3 separate regions of the Sus scrofa genome follow, and all the other regions are linked to region 1. The links are chromatin contacts, called in public Hi-C and HiChIP or PLAC-seq maps. All regions are on one chromosome and are shown on one strand. The core of a region is the stretch at or near the end of the contact, and the rest is flanking DNA. Distances in the headings are between cores, read along the strand shown.

Region 1 (4,755 bases), core at 1,067-3,566:
TAAGCAAATGCCAAATAAACAACAGAAATTCAATTGCTACAGTGAATGAATAAGACATATGAACTCTCTTATGCAAGAGTTCATTTTCTCCCTGCAAATGGAAAGCAAAGAATTCACCATAACACACCTCCAGCTCCACATCCCAGCCTCATCATCCCTGTAAATTCCATTTAGAAAAAGGGGGGGGTGTCCTCAATATCTAAACTTTTTTTTTTTTTAAGATTTATGTCCCACTCTTCAATACCTCTTTGTTTTAAAGTGACCAAATCTGTCCCAAATCCTTTCTTTGGTTCCTCCTCTCCTAAATTAGCTGAATTCAAATGAAGCTTCCCAGTTTTAAATACTAGTTATCCTCTGCCTCCTCTCCCCACTCCTTGCATTCGCCTGGGACATAATCCCTTCCTTCTCTCCATTCCTCTTCTGCATACTTATCTTCAAATTCTACTTTCTGACACTGGTTAAGAGACACCACCTTCAAATGAAAGCAGGCGAACGACCCAGAATTTTCAACTCTCCTGTGAATTTATTTCCAGAACATCCACTCAAGGAACCCTTTCCACTAAAGATGAAAGGCGAGCTAAGGAAATACATTAGACAGAGGAAGTAAACATTGAAACAGGGCCATGCCTAGGTATTCTTAAGCCTCCGAGCAGAATTAGACTCCTGAGTCCAAAGGTCTCCCCCCCCCCCCCCGGCTTTTCTGAGACTTCTACCTCCACCGGGAGTCTGACACCACGTAGGTCAGGCAGAGGTGTCTCAGCACCGCCCCTACCTTCTACCACCTCTGCATGACCTTGCTCTAAAATAATCTTGCACAAGCAACACCCCCCCCGAACAAATTCTCAGGCCAGGTCCTTGCCCAAGGTTTCTGTGGCTCAGTTCCTGAGCCCTTTTACCTTGCACCCGTTTCAAGGAACACTGGGTCTTCGCCTTCACGTATGGCTTCGCCTTTAAAGTTTCAAATCTGGTCGCGTTTCTCGACGGTATGTCATCCCCCATGCCCACCCGCGCCTCCAACGTGCACCAACAGGGTTAAAATGACCGCACCCCATCCTTAAAAAAACAAAACTTCGTCTGCAAGGCCTTCCCCACCCCCACTCCACCCCCCAACAGAGAAGGGCTCCCGGAAGATTAGGACACATCTCCACTTCCAAAGCCAAGGGTCTTCCAGGGACAATTTGCATAACAATGTGGGGGCCGTGTAAGGAAACTGCTACAAGACTAACCTAGGAGGAAAGTATCAAGACCCCGGAAGGTCCCTCGCAGCTTCATTAACCTAACTACCAACACGTTAAAGTACGCTTCCTATAACTCGCTTCCCCCACGTAATTCGCCGACCCCGGCGCTCGCAAAGTCCGAGGGCTCGTGTGCCGCAGGCAGTGAGAGGATCAGACACCAAGAACAAACGATCCTCAAGGGAAATTAACCAGATCCATGTTCTGCAGACGCCGTTTCCCTCTGCGCCAGGAGCAAGTCTCAGAAGGTGTCTCCAACTTTTGCCCTCCGTTTCCGGAGGCTGCGGACCACCAGACACACCTCCATCCCAACCACCATTTGAAGGGACTGGCACCACTAATCTCTCTCTACTAGACGCAGGGGGGAGGGGTGACGGGGGGGGCGGAATGGAGGAGAGAAAAGCCCTGCTTTTACCTCCCAGAGAAACTTCTGGGACTCTTCCATTATGCAACCCGGGGACCAGGTTACAACAACCGAACATCTTTCCTCAAGACTCGGGGCGCACAGGCAGATGGTTGATTTTGGGGAGTGGGAGAGGGGGAGGAGGATAGGTCTCTGCCTGTGTTTCCCTCCCCAGTTTTTCTAGATGCTACCTGCTGGAGATTTCTAAGTAAGGGTGGTGCGAGCTCTGCGTCTCCTTCGCCCGTTCTCCCCGAAGGTTCCCACCGGAAAAGTGGGAACGCCAGCGACTTGAGTCAGCGTGCTGGGAAGCCGGCAGCGAGGAGGAAGAGAGCTTGGGCTTCCCAGAAGTCAGAGGCCGCGGCGTTCGGGCCAGGATGACCCACCCCCTCCCCAGCCCGGGGGGCGCAGGGTTCTGCTTACCTTCTAGACCCTTAGTCCTGCAGTCTCGGGTCGTGCGCCCTCGCCGCCCTCGCCCGCCCCGGACCTGATGTGGTCGGGAAGGGGCGCTGGTGCGGAGAGCGCCGGGGAGTGTGTGCTCCCGAAGCTGAGCGGCGGCTCGCGCCGGACCCCACTCCCAGCCGCGGAGGCGAGAACGCAGCTGTGCCAGCGACGCGCGCAGGCGGAGGCCGAGTGCGCAGGAGCCGCGCGCCCGTCCGCTAGCTGGCAGGCAAGCCGGGCTTGCGGGCGGCCCAGGAACGCCGGGGAGGCGAGGCCACGCCCTCCCGTGGAGGCCACGCCCCCAGCGCGCCTCCGCTCCGCCCGGGCCACGCCCTCCAGCTGGCACCGCCCAGACGGAAAGGAGCGGCGCGGCCCTCCCCGGGAGACCAGTGGGAGGTGGAGGGCGAGCCGTCTCTCCGGGTGGAATACCGCAGGGACCGCTCCGGCGGCCTGGGTGACCCTGTCCCGGGCTGGTTTGGGGCGCAAGAACCCTTTCGATTTACAGCGAGATTAAGCTTCGGGTCAAGTTGTGACTAAAAGTGTCAAGGAGTCTTTTTGCAGTCTCCTATGCAATTGAAACAGATTCTGCGTCCTTTAAAGGCGATGATAGCCAACATCTGGAGAGGGTTTTACGGTTTATAAAGGGCTTTTCACTCACACACAGGCCTGTCTCATCTTCACAACAACCTAATAAAACAGACATATTATTGCTGCCCTTTCCCAAATACTGAAACCGAAGAGCCGAAAATAAGTATTGTGCCCAGTGTCACAAGCTTCAAAGTGGCACGGGAAACCGGTCTCCTGCATCCAGCCTTTCGGTGGTTGTTCTCCAGCAGCCCAACCCCAGAAAATTCCAGTGGGTACTGGGGCTTTGGCAAACAGATCCAAACGAAGGGAAAGCTCATGTCTGGTTAAGTTGCTACCGGATCCCTTTTGTGAACACACCAAGGAAAGAACACATGCTGAGTTCTCTGCGTCATCGCACCTTCCTGCCTGAAGGAGAGGCGGAAAGATTACATCAAATGGCCCTGACAGGCTTTTCCCCAGTATCTTAATAGTTTTAAATGGGTGAAATAATTTGGATGAAAGAAATCACCTTACTCAAACGTAACATGATGTAAATGCAAATTAGTACCGTGTATGAAAATAACCCCCTTCGGATAAGGAACAAGGGCCTACTACATAGCTCAGGGAACTATATTCAATATCCTGAGATAAACCATAGGGAAAAGAATATGAAAAAGAATGTGTATACATATAACTGAATCGCTTTGCTGCACAACAGAAATTAACACACGGTAAATCAACTCTACTTCCATTTAAAAATTAAAAAAAACTCAGTGACAATAAATCCCCTAAGACAGACTACGAAAAAGAATTCCCTTTCATAGCCTCTCTCTTCTCCATTTCTCTTTCTTTCTTTTCTTTTTTGTGATTGTTGCTGTTGCTTTTCCCCCTCATCACGCCTTCACTGTCTGCTTGCACAGGGTTTGAAAACTAAGTGACAGATATTTGCATTTCCAAACTAAACTTGGCTGCTTGATAATTTCCCATGGATTGTTTTCCAAAATATAACTTTTCTCCCTACTCCCTATGCCCCCATGATGATACTGATTGGATTGACCTTAACAGCGAAAATAATCTATGCGCCCCTGGTGAGGCTTGGTGTGCCTCTGGATGAGAGCTAAGGAGGTCTTTTCCGGGCTGGGTGGGAAAGCAGTCACACCTGAGGACCCGTGTTTGTGCAGGTAAATGTTCCTAACAGGATTGACACCTATTCTAATCATAACACATATTTTCATCTTTTTGAGATGGCATAAACACATTTCATTGTCAATTATATATAAGCCTAGTCATAATTTATAATCTGAAAGTTTTTACTACTCCTGTCTAAAACGTTTTCCTTTGTTGTGTTCTTAATCCCATAATATCTCCTACTGCCTTCAAGCTGTAGTCAACTTAGTAAATGATGTTGACAGTGAAAGTTGGATCATTTTATTTTACTGCTTTTGGAGCTGAGGGATGTAATTGTGCAAAAGTTTTTTGTTGGAGATAATTTAGCTTTGTTTCAGAGAAGAGTTCATTCCATTTATAGGAATATTTTCAAGGCGATGTGCTGGGTGATGGACCATATCAGTGACAAAAACAGAACACCTGTTTTCATGAGAGTCCATGCCTTGCAGAAAGAAACGAGGAAATAAAAAATCCCAGTGCACGTCTCTGTTGATAAATTTCCATAAAGGTGGTAGCTTTTTTTATTTTTTTAAACTTAATTTTATTTTATTATTATTATTTTTTTATCTTTTTGTCTTTTTAGGGCCGCACCCACGGCATATGGAGGTTCCCAGGCTAGGGGTCCAATAGGAGCTACAGCTGCCGGCCTCCACCACAGCCACAGCAATGCCAGATCCGAACCGTGTCTGCAACCTACACCACAGCTCATGGCAACACCAGATCCTTAACCCACTGAACAAGGCCAGGGATCAAAGCCACAACCTCATGGTTCCTAGTCAGATTCATTTCCACTGCGCCACGATGGGAACTCCTAGGAATTCTTTTTTTTTTTTAGGGCCGCACCTGAGGCATATAGAGGTTCCCAGGCTAGGAGTCTAATTGGAGCTGTAGCTGCTGGCCACACCACAGCCACAGCAACTCGGGATCCTCAACCCACTGAGCGAG
Region 2 (4,755 bases), core at 577-3,076, 110 kb before region 1:
TGCATCCGCTCCATTCAGGCATCATGCAGATGGGGTCAAAAGAATGGCGTGGATGATGTAAAGGAATGACAAGGATGGGTGGCAGATGCTACTTATCATCACTTACTACACGCCAGCCACTGACCTAAGGCTTTCACGTCTGCTTATTTAAAGCTGAAAACTACCTAGAGAACGAATCTGCTACTGTTTCCATTTAACAGATAAGAACGTGAGGTGTGAGCAGTAATTTTTAAGTAACTTGCCTATGGTCTAACGGCTAATTCAAGGTAAGACAAGATTCAAACCCAAGTCTTCGTTCATCCAAAATCCATGCTCTTAACTGCATGTCCCATAACCCACAGAAACTTAAACATGAGGCGTTCCCTTCGTGGCTCAGCGGTGAACGAAACCAACGAGGATCCATGAGGATGAAGGTTTGATCCCTGGCCTCACTCAGTGGGTTAAGGATCCAGAGTTGCATTGAGCTGTGGTGTAGGTCACAGGCCAGGCTTGGATCTGGTGTGGCTGTGGTGTAGGGCGCCGACTACAGCTCTGATTCGACCCCTAGCCTGGGAACCTCCATATGCAACAGGTGCAGCCCTAAAAAGCCAAAAAAAGGAAAAACAAGAAACTTAAACAAGAGTTGTCTGTATTAACTACAGGATCAGCATTGCTAAGATCAGCTCTTGGGGGGGGGGGGGCGTGTGCTGGAGTCTCCGGAGCCCCTCCCCGCAGGAGCCAGAGAGGTTGCATCCTCCCTCCCTGCTGCAACCAATGAAGGCTGTTCCCAGCACAAAAACAAAAACATACAGACGTTGCTAAGATCAAAGGAAGGAAAGCAGCTCCTGGTGGCTGAATGGGCGTTGAAAACCAACTTCCTATTATTCACTATAAAAACAAGAAAGGTAATTTAGAATAAAAAGTATTTAAGGATAGGCTAATGGACTTGGTATAGGAAACAGCGTCAGGCGTTCAACTGCTGGAATTCAAATCCTTTTTTTTTTTAAAGAACCATAATATTTTAGAATGGCAAAGAACGTAATGACAACCTACCCCCCTTCCCCAGACACAGAAGAAAACAAAAAAGCTAAGCAGGCACATTTTTACTCGGTGACAAGGAGGCTAAGAACCCATATTCCATGGTTTTGGGAAAGAGCTGTCAAGTAGATTAACACTGAGGGGTTTTTCCAACTAAAATATGAACAAAGGTCTGAATCACACATTTAAAGGTTTACAGGAAAACATCTTCACATTTGGAAACAAGAGCAAAAAGATAAAGAAGCCAGTAGGACCTACTTTATACACTTTCATTTAAAACTCTGAAAATCAACCTCTCTTTACCGGCTATCATCAGACATGTTGTGTTATAAAATCCTTCCAAAAAGATGTCCTCTGCACGTCTAGCTTCTCAGCCCTTGGTTCCCAGGGCTGGAGATGCTGGGGGAGAGAACAGCATCCCTTACGGGGCTCAGGCAGGTGACAGGTTGGCATAGGTGGGCTGAGAGCACACCCCAAGGGGCCAGCCAACTACTGTCTTGCAGGAATGCAAGTCCTAGGTTGCCAATGCTTCCTGTATTTTAAGGAAGAAAAAAAATTAAAATTCAGATTTCAATGTGAAATCTACTGATTTTCAGATCTTGCAACTAAATCCAATCAACACACCGCACAAGACACTGCCCCTCTGTGTGAGCGTCCGCCTGTGTTGGCTTTAATGTGTCCTTCTCTCCCAAGAGAGGGAAGACAAGATTGGGAAACATGCCCACTTAGAAAAGTCTCTTTTTATGCTAAGCACAGCCCCATCTACAGACTGGACAGCTTCCCTTCCCCGAAAGAAGGCGAAAAGGCCTCTGCCTGAGGGGCCAACGCATGAGACGGCCTCACGGCCGACCCGGGATGGTCCCCCCTCTTGGCTGTACAAGCTCCTGCCAAAGCCTGGGACTGGCAGAGGCGGCCTGACAGATCTCGAGAAACACGAACCAAGGAGGCCGAACAAACCACAGTTATTTTATATGACTTGCACGGAATAAATCTGTGAACTGCAGGTGAGTCAGAACATAATAAAGGGCCCAATTAGGTTCGAACAACACACCAATGTTTTCCCTCGTCTTAGCAACAAGTTCACTGGCATCCTGAAAGGACATGCGGGACACAAAGGACCCTGGTGTTTCTGTTTTATTCTTGACTGCAAGATAATTAATCTTACTAGAAAATTAAACCCAGGTTGCCAGTTGGGCATTTTCAGGGTCAATAATTCTTAAGTTACCAGGATACCAATTAATGATACCCAAGTGGTCCAGAGGAGTTAATGACTCTACCCAAAATTGTTGGCTCGTTCCCAAAAATGTGAATCATTCAATGGCAAAGTATTTAAAATGGAGACTCCTTGGAGAGAAACAGCAATTTTATTATAAGGGCGACTGATACCTTTTTTCAAAAACCCCATAACCCAAAATATACTAAAGGAAATCTGGTATCTAATTTAATAGAGAGGAAAGCACCTATATACACATGCATAAAGATCATTATTCTCCCATTTTTATAGTACATAAAACCACCTGATTCATCTCTAAACTCAATACTGAAAAAAAAAAAAAAAAAGCGCCGCAATTTAGGCCTGGAACTCTACTAAGAACACAGAGTAATTGGATTAGGCTGCTTATTTTCAAATCCACATACAAGAATGCCTAAAGTGACCTGCGAAATACTTGGGCTGAAAGATGCTAAGTCAAACAATTCCCCCCGCAACTGCTGACCTTAGTACCTGCTTCCCATCTAAGTGTCCCAAGATAGAAATTCAGAAAGCATCAACCTGTTTTTCCCCCTCTGCTCCAACAAACACTTGTAAGAGATGATCTTTGAGACTCTGGATCACAGCGCAGTGGCTAAGAACTCTGGGGCAGAGCACAGTGTAGGAAATAGCACCCTTTTGCCCCCCTCCTCACTCGAGCTAGAGGATGGACAAGCACAGGGGACAAAGGCTCCACATCCTCAAAGGGTTTGCCATCTGGAGGAACACACAGAGGATGCCGGAGAAGTGCTGAGACCGGAGGTGAGGGCACAGGAGATCCTCTCTGAAGGCTCCGGGTCTGGAGTTCCGGTCGTGGCTCAGCGGTAATGAACCCAACTAGCACCCACAAAGAGGTGGGTTCAATCTGTGGCCTCACTCAGTGGGTTAAGGATCTGGCATTGCCGTGAGCTGTGGTGTAGAGGTCACAGATGTGGCTCGGATCTGGCATTGCTGTGGCTGCGGCCAGCAGCTGCAGCTCTGAGTTGACCCCTAGCCTGGGACCTTCCATATGCCGCAGGGGCGGCCCTCGAAAGCAAAACGGGGGGGGGGGGAGGGGGGGACTGTGGGTTGGAGGCAACCGCAGAGGGGTCACAGCCCAAGCCTGCAGAGACAGGTAAGAAGGCACTTGGAGATTTTTATCCTGAGGCATCTTTAACTAGGCTAACTTGGCCTGGTTTTCATGTTATACTTCTCTTGCGGAACAGTATGAAGGAAAAAGGCAGGAAGACAGGTTAGAAGGAAGTCGTGAGAGTTTAAGAGTGACCAAAAGTTCAACTGCAAAGGGACAGTGCGGACTGGAGAGAGGAGAAACTCTCCGCAGATATTTACAACGCAATCCTGGTGGGAGTGGGGTGTCAAATGGGGGGCGGGGGCACAAAAGCAATGGAGAGGGGTGACCACCAAGGAGGAGAACGTGCAGTGTGGGTGTGAAGAGGAAGGCAGACGTGATGAAACCCACTGCACACCCCCAAGAAAAGCCCGGGGGGCGGCTGGATACAAGGATGTCACACCCAGAAAACTTTTTGGTATTTCAGCCTAGAAAAATCACTTTGGGGGCCTTCAGTATTTCAGTAGGTAAAGACTTAGGTGCAGATGAGAGCCCCCCCCCCTTGGGGGGGAAGGCTGCAGAAGGAGAAGCAGGCAGACCTTGAGGAAAGGGGGGGACGGGCAGAGCCTGGAGGAGGTGAAAGCGTGTCCCAAGCGAGGGGTGGAAGCAAGACCAGACAACAAAGGGGACAGTGTTTGCGGGGAAGGTGGTCAAGGCCAGGGTCGGGAGCATCGGTGACTTTGCCCTCAGGAGCCGCCCCCAGGGGCCGCCCGGTGGAGGCATCAGCGGGCACTGGGTGCAGAGAGTGGGTGGGAGGGGAGAAGCTCAGAATGGGTACCTGCTTCTGTCTGCAGGGCTCCAGCTGTGTCGGGACAGAAAGAAGTCATGAGAGGAAGACAAGGGAGTGAGAAAGGAAGGAAGGGACCGCTCAGCCCCTTCCACCAGGACAGGCCTGGGCGCAACTACAGATTGTTAGGAAAGAGCCAGGTGAGAGGAGCAACGCCCCGCTCGGAGATCAAAGGGAAGAGGGAAGCGGTGGGTGTGGGTGTGGATTTTTTTTTTTTTTTTTTTTTTGTCATTGCAGGTGGCAACAACAGAGGTTCCATACCTGATGGATGCCGCAGAAGCAACGTCAAAGGCCTCAGAACAAGCCACGTGGCTGCTACCCCCAAAAGGGAGCTGGAATCAACATTTTTGTTTCAGGGCCGCACCCGCAGCATAAGGAAGTTCCCAGGCTAGGAGTCAAATCGGAGCTGTAGCTGCCGGGCTACACCACAGCCAAGCAGGATCTGAGCGGTGTCTGCCACTTACACCACAGCTCACAGCAACACCAGATCCTTAACCACTGAGCGAGGCCAGGGATCGAACCTGCATCCTCATGGATCCTAGCAGGGTTTGTTTCCACTGAGCCACAACAGCAACTCTGGAATCATCTTCTCAT
Region 3 (4,755 bases), core at 923-3,422, 95 kb before region 1:
GTCACACCCTTCAACTGAAAACCCCAAAAATAGTGAGGTGAGGAAAAGACATCACAGGATCGCTGGTAGGATGAGTCTGACGAGGTCTAGACTTGGTGAGAAAAACTCCCCCACGCGCTGTCTGTGGGGCCTCTCCCACCGAGGCTCCTGGGCGGGCAGAGAAGGGCAGGGGAGACAGGAAGTGACCCATCCAGGTTCCAGGACAACAGGGGATAAGCTGTGAGCCCTCATTCCTCAGGGGTGCCCACATTCTTGCAACAAACAGGGTCTTGCCAGTGGTGTTGGGTAGCTTCCTGATTTATTTGGCTTTTACTTATCATGAAGTTTGCAATGGCCTAAGGAATGGTTTGTTAAAACTATCAGGCAAATTTTTGCCTAAGTACGTTTTCTAGGTTCCACTTTGAAATGGGGGGGAGGAGAGTTTAAATTTAAAACAACCTTAACACAATTAGTAGCATGAGTAAACCCTTGTTCAGCCTCTTACACATCATTGTTTTTAAACCAAGGTGCAAGCAAGGAGGGGGTGGATGGAAGAATTTTAAATGAGGGGGTGTTAGGAAGCAGTAAACCTCCTACGCGATTCATAAACTCTGTAATTACCCTTGAATAATTACAAGTTGACTACCACTTCACTTAATTAAAGGTGGCAGTTTCTTCTCCGGGACGAAGGGGCGGTGGGGGGTGGGGGGAACGCATCCTTCACCCCAACACGAGCCTTGTCAGGCTCTGTCCCTGGTCACGTGGAGTGAGTTATCCTTGGGCCTCTGGATCTGGAGACGAGGCTGTACCAGGGACTTGAGCACCTGTGGACTTCAGTGTTGGCGGGGGTCCTAGAACCAATCCCGTGGAGACACCAAGGGACGCCGGCCCGAGTTCTCCCCACCGCCCCGACGCGGCCCTTGGCATCAGATAAGCGGTTCTCAAACTTAGGTGAGCATCAGAAAGCACCTGCAGGACTTGTTCCAACACAGATCGCAGAGACCCACCCCCGGAGTTTCTGATTCAGTCAGTCTGGGGTGGCATCTGAGATACGCATGTTGAACAAGTTTCTAGGGGGTTCTAAAGAGCACAGGGGAGCACAGGCTTTGGGGCCTGCATGGGTTTCTTTAGGCTTACCCAAAAACAACAGCAGTGATGGAGGCAGCAGGGCCAAGGACCACCACCCCTTGGCGCCTGCTCATCAGTGGGCACTGCTTTAGGGACAGACAGGGCATCCGTTTCCTAGTTAAGACTCGCAAGTGCTCTGTGAGAGGGTGAGTATTAACCCCATTTCCCAGCCTAAAAACGAGGCTCAGAGATTAACTTGCTATTAAACGGTAGGCCTGAAAATTCAAATGCAGGTCTGCCTGGCACCAAAGCTTGGGTTCTGAACCGCAGGTCGGCCAGAACCACTTTCAGGCTATGTTCAACAGGGCAGATGCAGAAAGCAGGCTAAAGTGTGCTCATAATTCCTTATAATCCGTTGTCTCCAAGAGGCACCCATCGACAATTCAGGTATTATCCCTGCCAGCGGAGCATCTCAGAGCCATAAACTACACGGCTGGTTAAATGCATCCGCAAGGGTCTGCCCCTGCCTAGGGACTCAACAGAGGGCCCTGTGCATGAAGTTGCTCTTCAAGCTACAATTCTTACTTTAGAGCCTTTTTTAAGTGTATGGATTTGAGGTCACTGACCCCATAATCATCTCTGGATTCGCAAGTCATCTCTTAACGTGCCAAGGGGCTCTTCACTTTCATTTCTTTCAGGAACAGGCTGTAAATAAACTTGCACCGAAGTAGCCATTATGTGTCCCGGGTTGGGCTCTTTTCCCATTAACTTCTGGCCGGCTGACCCCGGCCCTGTTCCTAGGGCCTCAGTGCCAGCTTTCTGGTCAGCCCCGCGTCCCCACCTGGGGGGCAGACACAAGTCACATGGTGGTTTGAAGCAGCCAACTGCATACAGAAACAAGCCCACGTGCGGAAGGGCCCCTGGGCAGAGGGTGCAAAGTCTGACCACCCAGCAGACATCCCTAGTTCCACCAAGAGTCTGCGAAACTATTTTAAATCAGGAGGAACTGCACTTTGCAGGAGCCAAGCCTCCAAAGAGAGCTCCGAAAAACGCACCCAACCTCCGCCTCTACCACATGTTCTTTTAAAATTAAGTGAACCAGAAAGACCGTCGGAGGAAACCACAGGCTTTAAGGTCCAGTGCCCAGGGAGAGGGCGGTGACATTGAGACGCACTAGCCATCACTCAGGTGGGCTGCGTTTCCCTGCCAGAATCCCACCCCTTTCAATCATGTTCAGAGAGAAGGTGATGCTGCCGTGGCCCCCAGGGCTGCCCAGCCAGCCCCCGAGCAATCCTCCAGGCAGCCCCACGCCGGGGCCTGTCTGGGCACATTTACTGCCCACTTTTCGAAGGCTTCTCCTCAGGGTCATGGGCCCTCGTGTTGAAACATAGTGATAAAATGAAGAAATCAGAGCTCGGCAAGGATCTGTGAGAGTGACCTCCCTTTTCTCTCCCCCCTGCACTGAACAGGAAAGCACATTCGTGAAGGGGGCACTCAGGACGCGGGCGCGCTGGCTCTGCTCTCATCCGGCTGTAAGCACCTTCCCCGGGCTGAGCCCACGGGCCCTGCGCTAATCTAGGTTAGCCATGCAGGATCTCGGAATGCCACCGGGCGCTTCCATGGCAACTCGGCCCAAGGGGCAGGCTGTGCACAGCTGACTACCCATTTATCACCCTTGACCGGTCACTTCGCACAGGCCTTCCTCTGACGGATGTGACCGACTCCCGTTTAAAAGTTTAATTCTCCCTTGGAGGACAGAGGGCAATGTCTCCTGGGTATTTATCTTCGAGGGTCTGGACGAGACGTGTGATAGGAAGGAGGGGGGAAATCCTGAAATCAACGGGGTGCATGAATTCTCGAAAAGAACGAGTCTCTTCCCTCTTGTAGAAGCACAATGCCATTCTGATTGGAACGTACAAAGGACAGGGAGAAACATAAAACTCACAAGTCTGTTCACAAAAGAGAGGCAACTCTGGCTCAGAGAGTGGTGATGTATGGGCCACCAAGTGACGGAGGCCAGGGGACAGCAGGCTTGGGCGCTTACTCAATGTGCAAGTGACTTTTTCAGTTTGGGAGCCACCCCTGTTGACTTTTTAAGTCCATCTTCTGGCCCTTTGTGTCCAGGTCCTCTCATCCTACATACAGCCCAGGAATCAGATTACACGTTGCGCATTGGCTTTATGGGGAAAAAAAGAGTCGATATGCTTCAAAGCACAAAAAAGTTTTGGCCATGAAACGGTGACACTTCTAAGTCCATTTTAAAGTGAGAAAGCCAAGTGCCTGTGTGAAGGCAAACGAAGTGTTGCTTCAAAGAACGGGGAATGGTCTCCTCTCCCACTTCATGCACATGCAAGAATTCCCAACAGGCTTTCTCCTAAGAAAAATCACCGCGCTACATCTTTCAAGTATGTTTCCTTCCCTGCCTCCCCCGCCACTGAACACACACAGTAAATACAAAGAAAAAAAAATCGAGACTTAATCCTAAACAAACCTGATTGTATGTAAAGACTCAGTATCAGCCGAGCAGCATGACAAAATAGCATTTTGTCACAGTGGTTTTCCTGGAGGACCCCCCGGGGATCATGGCAAACAAACAGCGCTCCCCGAGACTCCTGCTTGTGACACAGGCGTGCAGCCGCGTTACCCCACGGAAACGGCTGCCTGTGACTCCACATGCTGCAAAATTAAATCAGCGTTTAAGACATTTTATAGACCTTAAAGGCACACTAAGAGTTTTAAACTGAGATGGGCCTCCACCCGGGGCAAACGTGGGGAATCAAAGTGAATCACTTCAATTCTAATGAGAGATGCGCTGATCGACCTTCCAAGAGAATCTGCCGCGTGCTTCCAAGAGGCCCATTAATGTGCAGCAAAGATCTGAAAGGATGCACTTTACAAAATCCATCAAGAAAGCACTAGACTGCGGGGAACGGCGAGGTGGCAGAGTGGTGGTTTAGGGAGTTTCTCACTTTAACATTCAGTTTTGTTTTTGTTTTTGTTTTTTGGCTCTTTCCGTCTTTTCTAGGGCCGCACCAGCGGCATGTGGAAGTTCCCAGTCTAGGGTTTGAATCAGAGCTGTAGCCACCGGCCTACACAACCAGAGCAATGCGGGATCCGAGCCACATCTGCAACCCACAGCTCACGGCAAAGCTGGATCCTTAACCCACTGAGCGAGGCCAGGGATGGAACCCGCAACCTCATGGCTCCCAGTCGGATTCGTTAACCACTGAGCCACAACAGGACAACATTCAGCCTTAACGTGCTTTTTGCACAAGGAATCTTTCCTTCGTTACCTGTGTAGTTAATAGTTCTAATTAAAGCCAAAAGGAAACCAACAGCCTGACGCCCGTGTAAGGATATCATCAGGATCAGGAGGAAAGAAGTATCGGGGTGTTGTTCTTTTCTGGCAGTAACTCTCAGTGGAACCTCTGAAAACTGATTCTGCACCCTGGACTCAGGCCTGGATCACACTATAGACCCATCTTCATAAAGCTGCATTGAAGACTCCGTTCCCAAGTTCAAACACCAGCCGCCGTTTTTTTTAACTGACGTCGTTTCACTCTAACCCATTTCCCTTCTTAGTAAAATCATACAAATCTATTTCGAGGGGCATTTTCCACCCCGTGAAAAGGACACGAACGTGGCTTCCTCATTCACAGGTTTTCAAGGGGGTGTGGGGGACACTGTGGGAGGAGGCACCCAGCACCA

Evidence for each region. A called contact is a pair of places that touch in the nucleus more often than the background predicts. HiChIP or PLAC-seq counts read pairs in DNA pulled down with a chosen protein or histone mark.
Region 2: a Hi-C map of embryonic fibroblasts shows a contact between it and region 1, with 2.7 times the contacts expected there. The contact joins the enhancer-like site here to the promoter of AFF1 in region 1. A contact is called at or near these places in 6 of 47 Hi-C or Micro-C datasets (embryonic fibroblasts, epiblast stem cells, heart right ventricle and 2 more) and 2 of 2 datasets of contacts at active chromatin or transcription factors (alveolar macrophages and skeletal muscle).
Region 3: a contact with region 1 is called in an H3K27ac HiChIP or PLAC-seq map of skeletal muscle. The contact joins the enhancer-like site here to the promoter of AFF1 in region 1. A contact is called at or near these places in 8 of 47 Hi-C or Micro-C datasets (alveolar macrophages, blood, embryonic fibroblasts and 4 more) and 2 of 2 datasets of contacts at active chromatin or transcription factors (alveolar macrophages and skeletal muscle).

The regions. Positions count from the first base shown.
Region 1 is chr8:131,922,498-131,927,252 of Sscrofa11.1, forward strand. It overlaps AFF1 (AF4/FMR2 family member 1), which reads right to left and starts at 2,317. Exons shown (of 21, transcript XM_021101783.1): 1 at 2,059-2,317.
Region 2 is chr8:131,808,360-131,813,114 of Sscrofa11.1, forward strand. All of the region lies in intron 4 of AFF1 (AF4/FMR2 family member 1), which reads right to left. Among named protein-coding and RNA genes, the nearest start is that of AFF1, 110 kb to the right of the region's middle. Within about 2 kb of position 1,827, at least 18 of the 83 cell types and tissues checked have an H3K27ac peak or open chromatin away from gene starts, as enhancers often do. A contact at or near this core is called in embryonic fibroblasts, where this site is marked.
Region 3 is chr8:131,827,994-131,832,748 of Sscrofa11.1, forward strand. All of the region lies in intron 2 of AFF1 (AF4/FMR2 family member 1), which reads right to left. Among named protein-coding and RNA genes, the nearest start is that of AFF1, 94 kb to the right of the region's middle. Within about 2 kb of position 2,173, at least 13 of the 83 cell types and tissues checked have an H3K27ac peak or open chromatin away from gene starts, as enhancers often do. A contact at or near this core is called in liver and skeletal muscle, where this site is marked.